Regions from separate parts of the Oryctolagus cuniculus genome. Here all the other regions are linked to region 1. The links are chromatin contacts, called in public Micro-C maps. All regions are on one chromosome and are shown on one strand. The core of a region is the stretch at or near the end of the contact, and the rest is flanking DNA. Distances in the headings are between cores, read along the strand shown.

Region 1 (2,935 bases), core at 420-2,919:
CCACGGGGTGGCCCTGACCTCAGGGATCCAGCACCAGGGCATAGGTTGAGCCAAGGCTAGAGAGGCTCCCTGCTGTTTCTAACAGGATATTCCAACGGTATTTCAGTTCCAGGAAATTTTGTGTGTGTGTGTGTGTTTTTTTTTTTTAACTTCATTAGCAGTTGCACATGGCTGATGTGCCCACACAGCACTCTCAACTTTCCTTTGCTCATCTGACCTGGAACAAAGCGAAAGCACGTTTTGCCCGGTTGAAAGGTCCCCTGGCAAGTTGGTGAGCAACAGGCTTGCCAGTCCGGGTTCAGCTAGCCAAGAATAAACACGTTTCATTAGACAGGCACTCGCGGACTGCCTTCCTCACTTCCTCACAGCTTTCTAGTTTGAAGCCTGTTTCCCCACCACCACCTGTTAGCCAACTTTCTTTTTAAACTGTATTTCTTGCCTCAAGATTCCAATACCCCCAGGACAGAAAACTTTCTACCTTTCTTTGTGGCCACGATGAACAGAGTTTAATTGCAAACTACTGAGTGAAAGTTTATTCGGAAAAAAAAATTACAACAACAGTCTTGCCTCTTCCCTCGGTACTTTTTAAAGTTGTGGCTTGCTGCGAAACCAACTGTGCACTCAGGCTAGGGCACCTACAACGATCGACCTCACAGTAAGACTATGCGATGTGGCCACTTGGGACTGTCGCTGCTTGGGACTGCCTAAGTACACCTGGGCTCCGCGAGAATGGCAGGCGCTCTGGCCCGCCGGGAACCGGACCGCGACGGGAGGAGAACGCCGCCCAGAAAACTGCCTCTCGGCGCTGCGGCGTCCTCTGCGCCCCGCTGGGCACCGGGACGCGCGGGACTCCGCAGGGCCGAGCCCGCTCCCCTGCGACTCCTCAAAGTACGTTTGCGGTCAGCACCTTGCACTCCGAAAAGCTAGCTCCGCAACCCCAGGGTGCGCGGGGCCTCGGAGCTTGGAAACAAGCCCCTCCCACCGCAGCTGTCGCCGCCGCCTGCGGGCTCCTTTCACTTTCTCACGGCCAAGTCACCCAGAGGGGCGCCGCTGCCACCGCCGCCGCTGCGCCCGCGGACTCCGCCCCGCGCCGCTCCGCTCCCGGCCCCCGCCCAACCAGGGCCCCGCCCACCCCAACAGTTGCTGCCTGCGATTGGCACGCGCGGGCGGCAGCTCCGGCTTGCCCTTCTCATTGGCTAGATCCTCATGTCAGTCCGACGACTACCTGCCACGCCCTCCGCCCTCCTGAAAAGCCGCCCTTCTATTGGAGCAGCCGGCGGACTGGGGGCGGGCGGGGAGCACCGGTCCAGCCGCTTTCGGTCAATCGCAGAAGCCCCACGCCCGGAGGGAGGGGGCTGGGGAGGAGAGGGGCGGGCCGAGGGGGGGGAACATCTGGCCGGCGCCGCCGCGTGCGTGCGTGGTGCGTCCTCCCGCCCCCTCCCCTCCCCCGCACCGCCCCCCCGCACCGCCCCCCCCACCCCGGCCCGGCGGCTCCGCGCTCGCTCCCTCGCTCGCTCCCTCGCTGTGTCTGGCAGGCTGCGGCCGCCGCTGGGCTGCTGCCATGGGGAGCCGTTGAGAGTGGGGCCCTCTTCGCTCCGCCGCGCTCCTCCGGCTGCCAGCGGGGGTGGGTGGGAGGGAGGGAGGGGGCGGGGGGGAGCGGGCGACGGAGCCGGGATTGGGGGGTGGGGGGGCCGGGAGGGAGGGGGGCAAGAGGAGGAGGAAGCCCACCAAGTCCGGCGGCGGCGGCGGCGGCGGCCGGGAGGAGGCGGAGGACGCGGCGGCGGCGGCGGGGACGCGGTGACTTAGGGCCGCTCCGTGTGAGTCCCGGCGCCGGCTCCCGGCCCCTGACCCGGCGCCCCCTCCGCGCCCCGGCCCCGCTGGCGGGCGGGGGGCGCCAGCTGTGCGGCCCTCGCCGGCTGGGCAGGGCAGTGCGGGCGGAGGGCGGGCCGGGCCGGGGGCGCCCCCCGCCAGCGGAGTTAGTTTGTGTGGTTGGAGCTGTTGGGGCGGCGGGGGGCGGCGCAGCTGCGGGAGGCTTGGGCGCGGGGACGGGGCCGCCGCAGCTGCGGGGTCGGGCGGGGTGCGGACTCGCAGGCTCCGTGCCGCGCCACCCACCCCCCCTCACCACCACCACCACCACCACCCCCACCACCCAGCCCGGGCCGGTGCAGCTGCGGCGCGGGGCGGGCTCCCGGCCGGTGCAGCTGCGGTGGCGCCTCTCGGGTGCGGAGGGCGGCGGGCTGGGGGAGGGGGCTTGGGAGCCGCCGCAGCTGCAGTGGCGCCCGGGACGGCCGCGGCTCCGGGGACCGGTGCAGCTGCAGTGGCGCCCGGGGGGAGGGGGCGGCGGGGAAGGCCCCCCCTCCCCACTCCCCGCGCGCCCCAGGCTGGTGCAGTTGCCTGGAGGCCCCGGGGGCTCGCGCGCCGCGGCGTCGGGGCAGCGCTGGCAACCACCTCCTCCCCCGGCTGCTTCTTACGACTTTTCTTTTGTTGTTGCCGTGACCCGGGTCTGTTTTCTCGGCTGTTGTTTAAGGTGTTTTCCTGCTGCACCGGCTCTACGCCCTCCACCTCCTCCTTCCCTGTGGTTTTTAACCTTCCTCTTTCCCCGAGCGTCTTAATGCACGGCGGACTACGTCGAGATTTGCATTTCTCCCCAACCCCCTCCACTCCCAAACTCAACACCCCAGCCCCCTCTCCTTTGACAAACTCTTCCCCCCACCCACCCACCGCCCCAGCCTCACAAAACGTCTGTGGGTCCGCCGCGAGAAGGGAAGGGGTTGATTTGTGGAGTGGGAGCCGCTGGCCCAGTGCGGTGCTCGGGGCTCGTTAAAGTGTCACTCGGCCCCCACCCCGCTGGGAAAGTGGGGTGATTAATGCCCGATGTATCGGAGCGGGGCCGAGGGTGTTTGTCGGAGCAGAGGCCGCGTGGCTGCGGAGGGAA
Region 2 (2,830 bases), core at 172-2,671, 200 kb before region 1:
TGTCGGTGTCATCCGCGCCGGGCATCCCCCGGCCTCCCCAACCCACACCCAGAGCCGCCGGCGACCCAGCCCCCGCCCACGCCCCCGGCGCGGTGACAACCCAGACGCCCCCGCCTCACCCCACCCCCCCGCCCGAGGGAGGCAAGAGGGAGGACCCGGGCCCGGGGCCCGCGGGGAGTGCAGGCGAGGCGGGGAGGGGGCGAGAGTGGGGGGCGGTGGCTGTTACCTGCAAAGGCGGCGGCGGCGGCGGCCCCGGCCCCGCAGCTGCTCGGGCGGCGGCGGAGGATGGAGTTGGGGGGCGGGGGGAGGAGAGGGGGCGACTCGGGGGTCCCCCCTCCCTCCTCCTCCCCTCCTGTCCTCCCCCCACCCCGCAGAGCCTCTGGCTCCCTGGAGCCCGGTGCGGCCCGCGGGAGGGCAGGCGAAGGGCTGCAGGGGAGGGAGGGAGCCGGCCGGGCCGGGCCGCGGAGCTGGAGCGGGAGGAGGAGGAGGAGGCGGCGGCGGCGGCGGCGGCGGGAGGGGGAGGGCGGAGGGAGGGCGGCGGCGGGGGGGGGGAGGAGGCGGAGACTCTACATGGGAATCGGATATCGGCTACAAATTCAATTCATCACCAGAAAACACCGCTCGGGCGGGGGCCGGATCTTGCCGGCGGGGCGGCCGCAGGCGGAGGCTCCGAGCCCCCAGGCGCGCCCTGCGCGGGGCGAGGGTCCGCGGCCTCCTCTCGAGGGCCGCGCCTCGCCCGGGAGACCCCGCCGCCGCCTCCTCCCCGCCCCCTCCTTCCTCCCTCTTGGGGCCGCCGCCGATCGGTTCTCGCCGCCGCCGCGGGGCTTGTTGTTGACTTTGAGGAAAACTCCTGACGTCAGGGGCTGGCTCTCGGCGACTGGCGGGAGCGGCTTCCCCGCGTCCCCGGCCCTGCCCGCCGCCTCAGCTCCCCTCCTTGCCGGGCCCTGGTCCTCAAGGCTTCCCCGCGCCCCCCAAACCCGCGGCGCCCGGCGCCCCCTCTCCTCTCGCGAGAACATCCCCCCAGCCAGCCAGAGCCGGGAGCGGGGGCAGTCATTCCTGGGCGGGAAGTTCTGGGTTTCCCCCGCGCCCGCGTGGCCCTTGGCGGGCACCCGAGGCCGGCAGCGATGGCTCCCCTCCCGGCGCCTTCCGCCACGCACCCGCCCGCCCAGGCTGCAGACCCCGCGCCGCACGGCCCGGCCTGGCGCAGCCCACGGCGGCTGCTTGCGGAGGTCGCGCCGCGCTCGAGGGCCCGCACCTGGAAGCCCCCGAGGTGGGCGGTGCCCAGTGGGGAGGGAGCCCCGGCGGCGTCGAGCGGGTCGGGAAGGCGTCTCAGCCACAGCCCCTGCGGGAAGAGGGTTCCGGGTCGTTACTACTAAGCGCTAAACCAGACCTAATTTGTCCCCGGGACGTTACCGTCCAGCCCAGGAACACCTCCCCGAAGGGCCCCCCACACTGCTGGCTCTCATGCTGTACTGGCTATATTGGGATTATAATTCACCCCTAAAATCACACCCCTTTGGGGGGATATTAGTTTTCATTGACTTTGGGGCAGCCATGATGTATTAACACTCACAACGACCATACCAGAAAGCGTTTCTTTCGAAGTTCATGGCTTCTGCGAATATTTGATAATAGATTGTTTTTTTTGCAAAGTGGCCGTATTTACCATCCATTACGCTCCAGAAAGTTTACTTTTTCTTAGGCCATGTTTTATCGCTTCTGGAAACATCTGGCAAACACTAGTAGTCTGCCACGCGGCTCCAGTCTTGTTTATAATACCTGTTATTTGTTCCCCCTGCAAGATTCTTATCCATACCTTTGCCTTCTTTCCGTACAAAAGTTCCTTCTCCTGATGGTCGCTCGTCTGCTTGTCCATGTGCCGCCATCACCTGTGATGAAAGTCTTTCTGTATCCCCTGGTGTTTCTTAATCTTAATCCATCTAGGTCCACGTCTTTTCTCTCTTAGAAAATGCACAGGAATAGGTAACCTAATAAAAGGGAAAAATTTTCAGAGATGTTTCAATTCAGTTTTTCACATTCATTAAGAGACACCTGTTTCCTTGACCCTTCTAGAACAGAGTTTGCCACGTTAGGATACACAATTCAGCTCAGACTAAAGGTCTCTGTTGCTGCTTTACCGTATTTTCCAGCATGGAAAAGGCTGATTAATAAACATAGATGGCTAATTCTCCTCATTTTCACCATGTAGAAAATAAACATTCATCAGACCTTGAACATTAGCTACTGGCAAAATGATTTGGCTACAGATTTTTTGCTGTAAAATACAAAAATGGATCCAATTTGGTTCTGTAGTAGCCCAATCCACTTTAAGAAAACAGTCCCTCAAAACAGCAGCACTAGGAAGAGTGTCAAGCTCTTTCAAATGTTTAACTCTGAGAGTTATTGTGATATTCCAGATTATTAGATACCTCCTTTCAATAAGATTTTCACTTTCGACATATTTGTGAGAACTAAATTTATCTCATGAATATTTATCCTAGTCTCATCAGATTGTATTAAATCTCAGCTGGATGAGATCCTAAGATTAAGTATTATATAAATCAGAATGGATCATATACTCTGAAAAACTGTCAACTTCAGCTCTATATTTGCTTTTGTACTATAGTAGTTTCATAAATTTCTGTAACAAAAGCACATGAGATTTTATTACAGATTATTATTAATTAAGCTATTGTTTATTGAAATAGCATCAGACTTTCTCTTAGACTTTGCCATTACAGTTTGGCAGAATCTGCCAGTTGTGCTACGATAGTACTGCATAGAGGGGGCATATTAGATTTCTCCTCGTTTTTCTTGTCCTCGTATCCCA
Region 3 (2,727 bases), core at 66-2,565, 220 kb after region 1:
ACGGAAACCCCAGTGATTCTGAAGAGAGGAAAAGAGAGGCCTCTTGCTTATTACGGTACAGTGCTGAAGACAACTGTGGACTAAAATGAGGCTTTAAAGAAAAATAAAGAGGGTTTTTCAAATGTGTGGCGAAATAGAAGTGACACTAACCTGGGAGACAGCTGTGCTCTCCTTCCTCCTCTGCCACCAATTAGATGTGTGCTGAGGGCACTCCCTTCCTGGGAGCTGTAACTTTGTAAAACAAGAGCTTACCCGGTCACTGAACAGCCCTACTTCCGAGGGCGCGTGGGCCATCTGAGACACAGCCGTGTGGACCTGATCCTCTCCACTGCTGCCGTTCAGGCTATAGCCCTCAGCTGCCACTGAAATGCCCAGTGAAAGCATCCGCAGCATGGCTGGTGACGCTGTGAGACAAGCCAGGAGTTAAGACACACAGAGTGGTTTCCGTTCCACTGTGTTTCAGTGATATTCACCATGCTAGCAATCTAAGACAGTCTCTCTTTGCAAATAGAGAGACTACTATAACAGAGTACAGTCCATCCAATGACTTTCTGCCATCTGCGAGGGAGGTGGCAGGCCCCAGACAGCTGTGGAAGGGACCTTCAACTTGAATTTTCTAACAGTAACAGGCATAAGCAGATTGGTCCTTGGAATTAGGCTTTCTTAGAGTGGCATTAACATGAATTCACGTCCCCTAAACTCGTACCAGCAGATACGGTAAAAATGGCTTTATCCCTAGAGTAATTAATCCATGTAGCAAAGAGATCCTGAAGGTGCTGCCAGCAATCTTAGGATAATTGAGATCTGACAGCAAATAAATGCTGTGGATCAGGACAGCTTTTGCTACCCCAAAGCCCCAAAGTGAGGACCGCCTTCCAAAAGCTCAGCATCCAAAACTTGTTTATCCCCTTTTGTGGCGAGCCCATCATCCTGGACTGCAAACCCTACACTCCCCGCGCCCCCATGATACCCATTCAGGGCAGTGACCCCAGTTGGCAACCAGGAGCCGCATGGACTGCGGTCAAACACCCAGATGAAATGCAAACTGCAGCTGATGGCCTGGCCTTTCGGGTCAGTGGCTGCTGTGCACAGCTCTCTCCCAGCCTCCTGAAGCTCAGATGCCAGCCCGATTTCTATCTGGAAATGTCCCAGCCCCAACATGGAACAAAAGTTCCCTCTGACAAGCGCATTCGGGTTCCAAAGTATGTTTTTATGTTTGTTGGCAAATAGAACTGTCACCAGCCACAATAACAACACTGTTTTCCCTCGACTGAAGCTACTTCATTTCTTCACATTTGTTCCAGGGCTGGAGCTGGACAGATGAATAATGTAGGCTAGGCGGCTGGCCCAAATCCTGACCTCGTGCCTCCAAAAGCAAACACAGAGGTGAAAATGGAGACTTGTTTGTTTGAACTCCCACTGCCTAATGTTAAAAAGAAAGAGAAAGAAGGAAAACAAACCTCCCACCATCCTATTTCACTGAGGGTTTTTGTTTTGTTTTTCTTTTCTTTTTTCATTTTTCACTTTTTCTAAGAAGGAACTACAGCCCTCTACTGGTGTAAGGAATAAAGCCAGTTTCTCAATTGTCAAGGTTACTCTGCCATCTTGTGGCCATGTTAGGGTGGCTCAAGGCCAGATAAGATCTTATCTCAAGTTTTATAACATATGGCTGGGTCAGGTCTTTGGAGAATTTTTTACAGAATTTAGATAGATTTTCACTTAAGACATCTCATGAATATATGTTACATTTTGGGGGGAAAACTTAGATGTTTGGAGTTAACATTTTAGCTTTAAGATTTTTGTTTTATTTTTGAGAGGCAGAGTTATAGACAGAGAGGGAGAGACAGAGAGAAGAGTCTTCCATCCACTAGTTCATTCCTCAAATGACCACAATGGCTGCAGCTGGGCTGACCCAAAGCTAGGAGCCAGGAAGTTCTTCCAGGTCTCCCACATGGGTGCAGGGACCCAAGCACTTGGGCCATCTTCCACTGCTTTCCCAGGCCATAAGCAGAGAGCTGGATCGGAAGAGGAGCAGCCAGGACTAGAACCAGCACCTATATGAGATGCCAGCCCTGCAGGCAGAGGCTTAGCCCACTATGCTACAGCACAGGCCTCTAGAATTTTAGCTTTATATTCAAGCACTAAACAGCTACTTGTGGCAGCATGCTTGAGCAAGTCATTTCATTTACGTGTGTGTGTATATGTATGTATTTGTTTTTATTAAAAGGCAGTGAGAGGCCGGCGCCGCGGCTCAACAGGCTAATCCTCCACCTTGCAGCGCCGGCACACCAGGTTCTAGTTCCAGTCAGGGCGCCGGAATCTGTCCCGGTTGCCCCTCTTCCAGGCCAGCTCTCTGCTGTGGCCAGGGAGTGCAGTGGAGGATGGCCCAAGTGCTTGGGCCCTGCACCCAATGGGAGACCAGGAGAAGACCTGGCTCCTGCCATCGGATCAGCGCGGTGCACTGGCCGCAGCACGCCTCCGCAGTGGCCATTGGAGGGTGAACCAATGGCAAAGTAAGACCTTTCTCTCTGTCTCTCTCTCTCACTGTGCACTTTGCCTGTCCAAAAAAAAAAAAAAAAAAAAAAAGGCAGTGAGACATAGAGGGAGATAGAGCAAGATCTTCCATCCATTGATGTACTCCCCAAATGCCCACAACAACCAGGGCTGAATATGCCAATTCCAGGAGCCTGGAACTCAGTCTAGGTTTTTACATGGGTGTCAGGGACC

The links. A called contact is a pair of places that touch in the nucleus more often than the background predicts.
Region 2: a Micro-C map of ear pinna shows a contact between it and region 1, with 6 times the contacts expected there. The contact joins the promoter of AKT3 here to the promoter of ZBTB18 in region 1. A contact is called at or near these places in 2 of 6 Hi-C or Micro-C datasets (ear pinna and psoas muscle).
Region 3: a contact with region 1 is called in a Micro-C map of ear pinna, with 5 times the contacts expected there. The contact joins the enhancer-like site here to the promoter of ZBTB18 in region 1. A contact is called at or near these places in 3 of 6 Hi-C or Micro-C datasets (ear pinna, psoas muscle and an unstated tissue).

What each region holds. Positions count from the first base shown.
Region 1 is chr13:64,058,537-64,061,471 of mOryCun1.1, forward strand. It overlaps ZBTB18 (zinc finger and BTB domain containing 18), which reads left to right and starts at 1,670. Exons shown (of 4, transcript XM_051821490.2): 1 at 1,670-1,817.
Region 2 is chr13:63,860,024-63,862,853 of mOryCun1.1, forward strand. It overlaps AKT3 (AKT serine/threonine kinase 3), which reads right to left and starts at 1,422. Exons shown (of 14, transcript XM_070055614.1): 1 at 1,256-1,422. All of the region lies in intron 1 of LOC138844987 (a long non-coding RNA gene), which reads left to right.
Region 3 is chr13:64,276,861-64,279,587 of mOryCun1.1, forward strand. No RefSeq gene overlaps it. Among named protein-coding and RNA genes, the nearest start is that of SPMIP3, 23 kb to the right of the region's middle. Within about 2 kb of position 1,316, at least 1 of the 8 cell types and tissues checked has an H3K27ac peak or open chromatin away from gene starts, as enhancers often do.